Regions from separate parts of the Mus musculus genome. Here regions 2, 3 and 4 are each linked to region 1. Evidence: chromatin contacts called from public promoter capture Hi-C data. All regions are on one chromosome and are shown on one strand. The core of a region is the stretch at or near the end of the contact, and the rest is flanking DNA. Distances in the headings are between cores, read along the strand shown. Region 1 holds the start of Neu3 (neuraminidase 3). Region 2 holds the start of Acer3 (alkaline ceramidase 3). Region 3 holds the start of Stard10 (START domain containing 10). Region 4 holds the start of Arhgef17 (Rho guanine nucleotide exchange factor (GEF) 17).

The links. Promoter capture Hi-C pulls out the DNA fragments that hold promoters and counts their contacts.
Region 2: a promoter capture Hi-C map of erythroid cells shows a contact between it and region 1, with 7 times the contacts expected there. The contact joins the promoter of Acer3 here to the promoter of Neu3 in region 1. A contact is called at or near these places in 2 of 39 promoter capture datasets (erythroid cells and liver).
Region 3: a promoter capture Hi-C map of liver shows a contact between it and region 1, with 3 times the contacts expected there. The contact joins the promoter of Stard10 here to the promoter of Neu3 in region 1. A contact is called at or near these places in 4 of 39 promoter capture datasets (erythroid cells, liver and stem cell-derived epiblast-like cells).
Region 4: a promoter capture Hi-C map of liver shows a contact between it and region 1, with 2.8 times the contacts expected there. The contact joins the promoter of Arhgef17 here to the promoter of Neu3 in region 1.

The regions. Positions count from the first base shown.
Region 1 is chr7:99,826,756-99,829,805 of GRCm38.p6, reverse strand. Neu3 (neuraminidase 3) reads left to right here and starts at 1,389. Exons shown (of 3, transcript NM_016720.2): 1 at 1,389-1,648.
Region 2 is chr7:98,308,056-98,311,105 of GRCm38.p6, reverse strand. It overlaps Acer3 (alkaline ceramidase 3), which reads left to right and starts at 1,564. Exons shown (of 11, transcript NM_025408.3): 1 at 1,564-1,758. The coding sequence starts at 1,656.
Region 3 is chr7:101,319,579-101,322,628 of GRCm38.p6, reverse strand. Stard10 (START domain containing 10) reads right to left here and starts at 1,516. Exons shown (of 7, transcript NM_019990.5): 1 at 1,277-1,516; 2 at 596-915. The coding sequence starts at 802.
Region 4 is chr7:100,930,579-100,933,628 of GRCm38.p6, reverse strand. It overlaps Arhgef17 (Rho guanine nucleotide exchange factor (GEF) 17), which reads left to right and starts at 1,468. Exons shown (of 21, transcript NM_001081116.1): 1 at 1,468-3,050. The coding sequence starts at 1,890.

The DNA.
Region 1 (3,050 bases), core at 140-2,639:
CATGGTATTTGCTCAGGCTCAGGGATTCAAACTCAGTAGGAGTCAATGTTTTTCCATCCTTTAAGTTAATATTCCATCTTTCCCTTCATCTTTTGACAAATTCCTTTATGTTTTACTTGGTTCCAACAAAAAAAATGAGTTTCAATTGTTTCTCTCCATGTGAGTTCTACTTCTGAGTATCAAGTTCACTTCAAAGAAAGAAGACCCCATATTCTTACACTGGAACTAGAGGAGGCAGCCATTTGGGAGAGAAACTCCTAACATGACTGGGATGAAATAAAAGGAAGTCACTTTGCTCCTTGGTGGACAGGGCCCTGCCCCCTGGCATCCTCACAGGCAGAGGAGGAATGGGGTCCGGCCGAATCGGCCCTGCTGTGCTGCTTTCTATCTTACTGTGGTTAGACCCACACTTGGGGGTGTGATTTCTTATATTATAAGGTGAAGGGTGCTATCATACATCTTACTATTATAAGTCAAATACAAGTCACTCCCCACAGGGTAATGCCACTATGCTAAATGTCCTAGTTCATTATGTTAACCTGGTACATAAGGAACCACTGTGAATTTTGATACCAATGTACTCCACATCTTGGTTTTTATGTTTGTTTGTTTGGGTTTTTGTTTTGGTCGTGACTTTTTCATTTTCTTTTTAGTCTCCTCTGGTAGCCTTGTTGACCTGATGGGTTTTGTTTGTTTGTTTGTTTCGGTTTGTTTTTTTGTTTGTTTGTTTGTTTGTGTTGTTGTTGTTTTTTTTTAACAGTCATTTTTAGCTTTCTTTGTCCCCACCCCTGGCTGATCTCTTAGATGCTGCAGTGTGTCAAGAGGGGCCTTTTCCTCTTTTGATTTTGGTAGGTGGGGAAGAATGGGATGGTCCTTGCGTGTGATTGTGAAACAAGAGAATGGATTCAGTACTTGGTGACAGATACATGTATGTAAATGTGTGTAGACAATATACAATAAGTTATCGAAGGTACAGGAGAGTGAACCTAGGACGTTGCACCTGCTAGGCGAGTGCTCTGCCACCTAACTGGTTTCTCGGCTCTGTTTATACTTTTTTTTAAAAATCTTGCGAGAAGGGCAATTGTTCAGGGTGGCCTTAAACTCATTTTGTAGTCCAGACAGATGAAATTTAACAGTCTCTACCACACTAGCAAAGTCCACAGCCCCGCACCACCAGGCCCTGATAAATATATACATTTTGGAACCTTTTGCAAGGAGAATGTCCAGTGCTTTGTGTGAAAACACCCCCTTCCACCTTTTATCTTTTTAGGAGTCCCCTCTGAGCCTCGGAACCTTTGTTCGACAATTAGACTGTCTAGGGAAGTTTTAGGCGGTGATACCTTCCACAGACCAATCGTTAAGGGCGTGGAGAAGCAAGCAGGGCGGGCACTGCGCGGTGAAGGGGCGTGGCCTGGCCGGGGAGGTTGACACCCAGACGCTGCTCTCAGTCCTCTGGCGCCTGCTCCCCAGCGCATTCCTTCTGCTCCTGGGATATTTGTCTCATTACTGCCAGTTCTTGCGCAGCGGTCACTGGGTTCGTTTCAGCGTCTGTGGTTTCTGTCGCTGTTATCCAGTCTCCATCGCCCCAGCTCAGCTTCAGGCCTTCTTCCGAGACTCCACGGGAGAGCCCAGAGAGCCTCCGGAGCCGGTGAGCTGGGGTGAGAGTCACCCGGAATTCGGCCGGGGACTGTGGGGACCTGCATCAGGAAGGAAGACTGAGTCAGCCAGAATCAGCTAGGACCATTCTACTTTTGCTTTCTTCCATCTAAAGCCAAACTTCAGCTGTAGTTTAGAACTGTGGGAACAAACCGAGACTGTGAAGTCTTCTTACTATAGAGGAGTTGTGGGCGACCAAAAAGGTTCCAAGGTGGAATGTTTTTGATACTAGATTTGCAACTGAGTGGTCTCCCCTAAGTTTTCCTCTTCAAACAAGGCTGACTTCAGAAGTCGTGCTAAACTGTACTCTCCCCAAGAAAGAGAATAGAGAGGACTTGGTTGGAAGGTGAGAGAGTATGGAACAGTAATTAATAATCAGAATTATCTGCTAAAGCAAACAACTCCAAAGCAGACCTGTACTAGATTCTTCTCAGCCCCTAGTTCTGAGCACATAGTTTGGGTGAATCCTTTAGGTGTGACCAGGCCACTGTGTTACCACTGTCATCATTATTATTAGAATAATCATAGTGAAAATTAATGACAATTTAATTGTTGAGGTGATGGCAGAACCAAAACTGAATTGTAAAAAGGTCAGCATTCACAATAATTAAAGACATCAATTTGTATAGTGCCTTAACGTTTATAAAGCATTTTTGAATGGTCCTGATAAGTACACATTACTAACCTTTAACAAATGAGAGCCAGTCATGGGGCCTGGCTCCTGTTAATCCAAGCACTCAGGAGGCTGGGGCATGAGAATCACAAGTTCAAGACCAGCCCAGGTGCTAAGAGGAGGTTGTAATTGATAGAATAATGCAGTGCTTAATGATGGGGCTTGGTACTGAGAACACAACAATGATGTGGTTTCATTGTGAGAACTTCATCAGTGTGTATGCACATCGTATGGCTCAGCTAGGCTGTATGGAGAATATATATATATATATATATATATATATATATATATATATATATATTCCATATATATGCCTATTGCGGCTGGAGCCATGATGAGTGAAACATGAAATGAAGTCAAACACAAGAAAAAATGGTGTCAAGAGATTCTGAAAGCATGGATTGTGTGAGGCTGCTGCCAGCTAAGGTAATATGCTGTTTCACTGTAAATGTTTGTAAGTTTGTATTCCAAGATAATAACAAAGTGTAGTCTAATGAATGATTGCAAGCCAGTAAAGTAGCTTTTTGTCATTTCAAGTTGTATGAGCTGTACATAGATATTTGTATATGACTGACATCACAAACGTGTTATATGTCTGGGCTGTGATACTGGTGTCTAAGATGTCTGTGGGTGATGGGAACTTTAACACAATTAGAATCTGTGGGACCACCACACACACACACACACACACACACACACACACACACATATTCAGTCTAGT
Region 2 (3,050 bases), core at 315-2,814, 1.5 Mb after region 1:
CACATATTTAAAGCAAATACAGATGTACCTTGACTTTCAATGGTTCACCTCTGCTAAACCTATTTGAATGACATCCAATTGTGAATAATGATGCACATCTCTGGCCCCCTCCCCTTTGGTTGCAGCTCACCAGACTCATTTAGAAAATAACAATTGTATATCCCTGTTCTGCACAGTGTGGCCAGGCAGAATCTTGCAGGCTGGCTCACAAAGTATGGGAAGTGTCTCTATTCATGGTGTCATGAGTGTGGGATACGAAGGAAGGACAAAAGGCTCTCAGGTGTGAAAGCCAGGGAGGTCTTCAAGGAGCAAAATTTTAAACAAAAGTGGGAGAGTCGGCATCTTCATAGCAGGGGGAAAGTTTGATGGAGCTGAACACAAAAGGCAGCAGGATGTATCCATTATTTTTTAAGTTTTTACTTCTTCTTCTTCTTCTTCTTCTTCTTCTTCTTCTTATTATTATTATTATTATTATTATTATGCCCCCCCCCCAGTGTGTGTGTGTGTGTAGACACGTGTGCTATGTTGCCTGTACGGAGGTCTGGGGGCAACTTTATGAAGTCGGTTCTCTCCTTGTATTTTACATGGGTTCTTGAGATCAGGTTCAGCCTGCCAGGCTTGCATGGTAAGTGCCTTTAGCCAAACCCGTTGAGCCATCTCACGGACTTTAATAGCCCAGTGTGGAGGTGACAAGGGAGAAAAGCTCACTAAAGAGGCAGAAAATGCTGTGCATGGCCTAAAGGGAAGCCACAGACTTTTTAGTACTTTACTCAGTGTACACGTTTTTTTTTTTTTTTAAGAAAAGATTTGTTTGTTTGTTTGCTTATTTATTTATTTATTTATTTATTTGTTGTATGTGGGTACACTGTAGCTGCCTTCAGACACACCAGAAGAGGGCATTGGTTCTTATTACAGATGGTTGTGAGACACCATATGGTTGCTGGAAATTGAACTCAGGACCTCTGGAAGTCCAGTCAACGGTCCTAACAGCGGAGCCCCTCAGTGTATACTTTTAAAGGATCCTAATACCTGGTTTTTGTTCTGTACATTCTGACTTGTCCCTTTCACTCAGAATGACTTCCTGGGTATCTCTGGAGCTGCCTGGGGGTGTTGTTACTAGTCTCCTCCCTCGTTGGAGGTCCGTGGTCTGAGTTAGACACTGAGGTGTCTCATTGTGCAAGTTTAATCTTGACAGAGAAAGGTTTCTTCTCATTCTTGCCCCAATTAAAACAGACTGCCCTCACACTAATAGAGGCTTGGTCCCATCCTGACGGAAAAGTGGGTCCTGGAAGCCTCCCAACTTACTTCACCCTCACGTCGGGGTCGGCCGGGTTCCCCCCGCCCCTTTCCCTAACTCCTCTGGCTGATAACAACCTCTCCCACTTCTCCGGATTCCCACCCAGGGTCCAAGAGCTACAGATCAGCCCCGCACGATCAGGATGGGTCATTTGCGCCTGCCCCGGGAGCGGTGGGTGGGACTGGGCAGGGAGCGGGACGGGCCAGAGGCTCGGTGGGCGGGGCCTGCCTCTGGGCAGGTTCAGTGACGGCTCTAGCCCCGCCCCTGCCCTTTGGGTAAGGGAGGAGGAAGCCGGAGAGCGCGCTTTGCCTGAGCCGGCCCGAGAGCGGCTGAGCAGGGTGTGTGGGGCGTCAGCGCGATGGCTCCGGCTGTGGACCGCAAAGGCTATTGGGGCCCCACGACCTCCACATTGGACTGGTGTGAGGAGAACTATGTGGTGACCTTGTTCGTCGCTGAGTTCTGTGAGTGGAGCCTGAGGCGAGGGCGCGCGCCGAGGGGAGACGTGTGGGAGAACGCGGAGGGCGAACCTGGCGGCGAGGGTAGGCTCCAGGCCGGGCCCGCGAGCGGCAGCTAGGCGTGCGCGGCCGTGGGAAGCCGGGGAGCCGACGTGGCCGCCAGTGGTGCCTGGACTGGCTTCTGGGGGCCTTCAGGTTGGGGACGAAAGGGACGTACGAGCCGCGCCCGGACCTCGGATGAGAGCGTGAGGCGCGCCGCTGGGAATAGGAGTTCTTACCTGAGCGCGGCCGCTGCCAGGCCGGCCACTGCCCGCCCTGAAGTCGCTCGGGGCTGAGGAGGTCTCTGCCGGGAGGGCCCGAATGCTGCTACCCGGCCTCAGCCAGCCGGGCACAGAGAAGGGGACGCTCACTGGCTTCATCCACCCTCAATCCGGGAATACTCTTCAGGGGCCTTCCCTTCATCTGTCCGTTCTCGGTAGACCACTCACTTCCAGGAGACAGTTACCGTTTCTCAATGCCGGAGCCTCCACCCCCATTCTCACTCCTATTGCCATCCCTACCCGCTGCCTTCTTCTAGAGATCACTGTTCCTCTTGTCCCAGAGGTGGTAGCCAGAGCACCTAGTCACTACTTTCCTCAGCTGCTCTCCCAAGAGACTACCTCTCCCTGCTTCCCCACTGCATCTAGCTTATCAGACTTTCTAGGGGCTAGTGGTCATCTGAGGACACTTATTTCTATGAAAGCACTTTTAGAGTTCACGATTTGCTGCTCCTGGAGACCAGCATTACTAGCCAGATTAGGGTTTTCTCGGGGTGTGTGTGTTTGTGTGTGTGTGTGTTTGTGTTTTCTACATAATTATTCCAACCAGGCAAGAAAGAAATCAGCCACTTCTTCCATCCGCTTTGGTTAGCTTTTGAGAACACGTCCTTTTTTGGTTTCTGGCAAGGAACAGAGAATAGTCTTTGGTTGCTACTGCCTTCTTTTGAATGGATCCACTTTATTAGGCCGTGAGGCAAAACTCTTAGCTAACGTTCTGTACTTAAGTTCTTTTGGAGGACGAGTTTCAGGCCAGATGAGAAAGTCTTGTAGTTTTTCAGGACGTTAGTCCCATGCCCTTGAGGCCATGATTTAGGCTGAGTGTCAGAACCACTAGTTTAAATAAATAGTTTTTATACAGTAAAGGAGAAAATGGGCAAAGGGGATCATTTATAGGGTAATTACTTGGCAACCCAAACATTGGCAAAGGAAGCACTTTGCCTGTTAGTTTTTAGACAGTTTTGGCAAGAATACCAGAGGCTC
Region 3 (3,050 bases), core at 267-2,766, 1.5 Mb before region 1:
GTGAGGGGCTGATGAGTACGTATCTGCCTTCTGAGCTGGTTTCCCTTGACACTAAGACCCTGCCTCCTCTAGTGCACCCCCAGGGTGGCTCAGGGCAAGACAGCAGTCAGGAGCTGCCAGCCACAGTCCTAAAGGCCTGCTGCAGGCTCAGAGCCTGATAGAGCCACTGGGCAGGGACAGAGAGGACTAGAGGAATTGAGAAGGAAGGAATCTCATCCTCTGCACCCAAGAGTGCAGAAAGTAGAGCAGAAGACCCATCGCGGGCTAGAGAACCCCGGGTGAAGGAGGAAGTGGGCCGTTCACCTACCTAGTGGGTCAAACTAAGGGTCCAAGCAGAAGCTACTCTGAAAGACAGACCTTTGAGAGACACTATTCCCCTAAGTGTACCTGGCCATCACCCATCTCCCAAACACACAGGCATGCCTAGGTTAGAACCCGGGTCATATGGCCCATGTGTGTCCTCTGGTTTATATTAGGAGACTCTGAGCTCACATGCACCCCTCTATGGGTCCCTGGTCTGAGTATGGGCGAGGAGATTCCTGTGAGAGACAGTTCGGGAGGAGTGGAGGCTGCAGGTACCACAGGGCAATCCTACCTTGATCTTGTGCAGAGTTCGATCCATCTCCACAGCCTGCACCCACACAGACACGCCGGCCTTGCTGTAGGTCAGGTTCCAGCCCACCTCGGCCTCACACTCTGACCGGAAACTGCGGAAGTCCTGGTCATCGGGCACCTGGACACTTTCACGGCCCAAGGCGGGCCGAGACCCTTGGGGTTCTGTTGAGGCAGCTGGCTTTTCCATAGGGAGCGTGGGGAGGCCCGGGGCCCTGGTCCTAGTCCGACTCTCCTGGGTCCTCCGCGGAGGCTCAGACAACGTCGACGCGGCTGCAGATGCTGACGCCACCTTCCTGGGACCTGCAAGACCGGTTTGGGGACCAGAGTCAGTGCGCTGGGGGCGCGGGTGGGGCTAGCCGGGGTCCCGGACCAGCGGACAGCTTGAAAAGGGCAGGTACTGGCCCCAGGCGGTTGTGCACCGGCACAGGACAGTCACTTGGGCCACCCTCCCACAAGGAGCGACCTCATACTTCCCTGGAGCGGCAGTAGGATTGCTGCGTAGCGGGTGCAGGAGCCCGCGAGAGCCGGGCGGGACTCTGGGGGATCGCAAGTGCGGGTCTGGCACGGAGTCCTCGCGCGGTGCTGGCCGGACTCGCACAACTAACTCAGCAGCAAGCCGCGCGGGGCCGTGGTGGGGGCGGGTGTGGTGGCGGAGTCTCACCTGTGCGGGCTTCTCTGCCGGGGCCCGCCGGGGCCGGTGTGCGAGCTCTTCCGCCGCCGCCGCTGCCTCCGCTGCCCGGGCGACCGGGGGCCGCGCGGGGACCCTGGGGGGAGGAGCAGTGGGTCCCGCCGCCGGCCCCGCCCCGCTCCGCGCCCCCCGCCCCGCGCGCCCCCTCCGCCCTCCTCCCTCCCGCTAGGCTCGGGGCTCCCGGGCTCCGCTCGCCTCGCTCGGTATTTTCCAGGCTGCGGAGGTAAGAACTGCGGGAGCACCGAGCCCCGCCCCGCCCCGCCCCGCCGGGTCCTAGCGCCCGCCCCCGTAAGCCCCGGGGAAGGGGCAAAGTCCGGGGAGAGATGTAGACTATCAGAGGACCGGGGACCTGTGAGCAGGAACCACATAGCGAAGTAACAAAGTAGCCTGGGCTCTCAGAGTAAGGTTGAGGTGCCAAGAGAGATTCTGGAAGTTAACTGAGAGCCTCTTCTCTACTCTTCGCTCCCACCCTTGCAGGTACACGCTTCTGCAACAGCTTATTCACACACACAACACTTCAGAGATTCAAGGGTGGGCACACACCCTCATGACAATTGAAAGACTAACTAGCAGGAATAGGGATGACAGCCCCTCAGTAACTAAATTAGAAATGGCGACAGCCTGCAAGCCCCAAGAACCAAGAGCATAACAAGCCTCCTCCACACACCCAACTCAATTTTCCAGTAGGGTGTGCAAACCCAGCCGGAAGTTGATCCGACTTTAAAGGCTCAAGGTTCAAAGGCTGGCCAGAATTTGGCAAAATTTCCACTTCAGCCTCACTCTGGCCAGAGAGAGGTCCTGAGCCAGCAACCTCTTACATCCCTATTTGGCAGCTTCCAAACCCACCCCTCTTTAGCTCTCAGCCATTTACCCACACCTCCCCTAGGCGAAGACCAGTTCTCAAAAGCACAGGGCTGCAGAACACTGGAGCACAGGCCCCCTCCACCCCTCTGTAGAATAGAGTGGACCAGAGCTCTACTCTGTAGCCTGATGTAAATTCTGTCCACTAACTCTTCTGCCTACTCTTCCATTCTGGGAGCCCTGTCCCATCTACCCAGTGAAAGCTAGGGCCAGGCCAGTATGAGCATGGCAGTCTTGTCACTGTCTGGGCCAGAGACGAGCAGGGAAAGCCTTTGGTGTGCTCCTCTGGATATTAGGAGCAATAAGTGACTACCACTGACCTAGTAGTACCAGAGTCTGCTAATGGCTATTCCCACCAGTGCCAGAGTACCAAGCCTCTGCCACCCAGGCTCCTTCTGTGCCCTCTGCATTCTCCCCCTGGTCCCTCAGAAGTCACCTCTTATCTCCACCATGTAGATTTCTTTTCTTACAGGTGTTAAAAGAAAACCGCAGACTCAGCACTGTAGGTTCACAAATAGATGTGCTTTTTTTTTTTTTTCCCTGAAGTGCTCAGGGCTCTGAGATCTTTGTAAATCATGCCCACTTTTAAAATAAGCAGGAAACTGGATGTGGTAGCACAGACCTATAATCCCAGCTACTCAGGAGACTGGGGAGGAAGACCCAAAGTTTAAGGCTTTCCCTGGGCTGCATATTCCGTTCAAAACCAGCACAGGCAACAAAGTAAGACTTTGCCCCCCCACCCCAAAATGTTTTTAAAGGCTGCCGGGCAGTGGTGGCACACACCTTTAATCCCAGCACATGGGAGGCAGAGGCAGGTGGATTTCTGAGTTTGAGGCCAGCCTGGTCTACAGAGTGAGTTCCAGGATAGTTAGGGAGGCTGTAACTT
Region 4 (3,050 bases), core at 219-2,718, 1.1 Mb before region 1:
GTCCTCTGTCCCCAAAGAGGCTAGGTTCTGCCCACCACCCACAAAGAGAAAGGCTGCTGGAACTTAAAGGAATCAGACCCTCCTTCTTCATCAAAATCTCTAAAAAAAACCGTGATGATTGACAACTTTAAAGTCTGGATTTGAGCCACACCTAGAGCTATCCTTTCCCTCTGACTTCTGCAATGGCTATTGTGACTTCTCTAATAACATCTATCCCCAAGGGTGGCCTAAGGATTAAATAAAATACTTAAAATGTTACCCGTACGTCCTAGGCAGTCCATATATTTTCATTCATTTAGGTGTGGAGTCCTACATTTAAAGCCTCTGGGCAAAAAGGGACCTAACAGAGGTGCGAAGTTGACATCCCAGTAACCAGAACAATTTTAGACTTGCTAGACTGCAGCAGGAGCGGGAGGGGAGGTCTAGGGTAGATCATTGTTGCAGCGGGAGAGACACCTTCCTGGTCTGGAGGGTGGAGCACCCACAGGTAGGAGTATAGGTTTGGCGGAGGGAAGTTGAGGGCGTTCCCGTGCAAACACCTTTTGTGCAGGAGGCCAAAGAAAGGGCAGAGTGCTTGCCAAAGGGGGCAGGAAACGCCTGTAAGCAAGTGAAACCTTCCTAACCCTTCTATGGTTGGTTGTGGGAAGATGAAGTTTTATCTCTACGGAGTTTGGAGAAAGCGGAGAATCTTGCCCGCAGAGGGCGCAAGAGCAACGTACCCCGACCGCAGAAAGACGTGGGGAGCGGAGTCTTAGAGATTAGAGGACGCCAGGCCTTAGAGGGCAGGGGGCGTGGCAACTGGAAAAATGGCGGGGGAAGTTGTGTGTAATAGTCCTGAGTGGTGGGACTGCTAAAGCAGCATTGGGTGGGTTAAGGGACAGTCAGCGAGGGACAAACCAGAGGGAGGTGGGAGATAGGTGGAGCGTTTGGGAGAGTGAGGGGCGGGACATGGGCGTGGTGCGGCGGGATTCGCCACTGAAGGATGAGTACGGGGCGTGGTCTGAGCAAGGTGGGGAACCACAAGCGCTCCGGTGGGCCTGCCCCACCTACGTCTCCCTGGGCCCCACCTCTTTTCCGGCCAGGAGAGTTTCTGCGTGTACCTGAGTTTCGGTGTGTACCTGAGTTTTTGGGTCTTGGGTTGCCATGTTGGAGCCCCTGCGGCAGAGGTTCCCGCGTGAAAGCGGGGACTACTTTATGCAGAGCTGTCCACTCTCAGCTCCTGTGGGTATCTGAAGGAGTCCCCAGGGAGGATCAGCCCGCGGCTTTCGCAGCCGACTCCCCTAGAGGGTCGTTTTGGTCTACAAAAGTCCTAGCATCCTGTTTCTCCTTCGGCTCCTCCCCGATTCCCTCCCCCCACAGTGTTCCCAGCCTCGCGCGCTCCCGGAGCCCACCCCCTCTTTTGGGCGCCAGGCCCCGCCCCCCGCCCCCTTTCCTCTGCCTCAAAGTTTATTTGCAACAAAAGGGAGCAGAGAGCTAGCTGCTTAGAGGGAGGGAAAGGGAGCTGGAGCGGGAGCTCGAGGGGAGGCAGGCGGGCCGCCGGGCTTGGCAGGCGGACTTTGAGTGCAGGAACCGAGCCTTAGGCCCCTCACCGGCAGGACCGCGATGTCCCTGGCCTCTCCCGCAGAGGCTAAGGCTGGGCCTGGGGTCGCCGCAGGGGCGAGAGGGGCCGCCCAGGATGGAACTCCTGCCTTTTGTAGCCGCGGAAACTTGATCTTCGACTGATAAACCTCTGCTCACGTCTCCGCACCCTCCTCCACAGCCGCCGCACGCTGCGGGTGCAGGACCCAGGCTCTCGGACCGTGGCCACTGCGCGCCCTCGGAGTGGGAGTGCAGGGGGGGTTGGCCGCGGCGTCCCGAGGCCAGCCCCCCCGGAGTGACTAGCACCAACCATGGCGGACGGGTCACCTCGACCCCCACTTTATCGCAGCGTCTCGTTTAAACTGCTGGAGCGCTGGAGCGGCGGACCGGGGCCGAGGGAGGAGGACGCGGACACCCCTGGGTTGCGGCGCCGAGCTTCGTGCCGGCCAGCCGCGGCAGTCCCGGGCCAGCCCTCCCGGCGCGTGTCCAAGCTGGCGTCGGGGCCCCCGGCCGCCCCCGCGCAGCCGCGCCCGCTCCGCAGCCTCTCGCCATCGGTGCGCCAGCTCTCCCGGCGCTTCGACGCGGCGGGTCTGGACGACGACTCCACTGGTACCCGGGACGGGGGCTGCTCCTCCGGCACCACAGAAGAAGCTGCGGAAGGCTCTGAACGTGGGGCCTGGCCCAGCGTCACAGAGATGCGCAAACTCTTCGGCGGTCCGAGCTCCAGACGACCCAGTATGGACTCTGAGGCCCTGGGGTCGACCAGCCCCGACAGAGTTTCGTGGGAGCCCCCAACTCGCGATCCCCGGCAACCTCCGACGCCACCTCCTCGAACGTGCTTTCCTCTGGCTGGCCTGCGTTCTGCGCGGCCGCTGTCCGGGCCCGGGATCGAGGGGAGGCGACGTCGGCAGCACCAGCAACAGGAGCGGGCGCAGCGTCCGGCGGATGGTTTACATTCTTGGCATAGCTTCTCCCAACCGCAGGCCGGGGCCCGGGCCTCCTCCTCCTCCTCCATTGCCTCCTCCTATCCTGTCAGCCGCAGCCGGGCTGCTAGTTCCAGCGAGGAGGAAGAGGAGGGACCGCAGTCGCAGCTTGGGCCTCAGAGTCCGGCCTACCTCGGCGGCCACTCTTCGGGCAGTGACGAGGACCCAAATGGTGAGGATGGCCGTCGCTGGAGAGGGAGAGGTCTCCGGCCTGGACGCTCTCAGTTGGTTCACGGCTGCAGCCAGGACAGTGACGAGCTAAATCCGGGAGGCTTGGGATCAGCGGGGGGTGTCGGGAGCCCCGAACCTCCGACGTCTCCAAGAACCTCAATGGATGAGTGGGGTACTGGTACACAGCCATGCCTCCCAGGTCCCCAAGAGAGCTTAAGGCCTATGTCCGACACTGGGGGTGCACCTTTCCGTGTGGCTAAGGTGAGCTTTCCTGCGTACCTGGCCAGCCCAGCTGGCTCCCGAGGAAGTAGTCGCTAT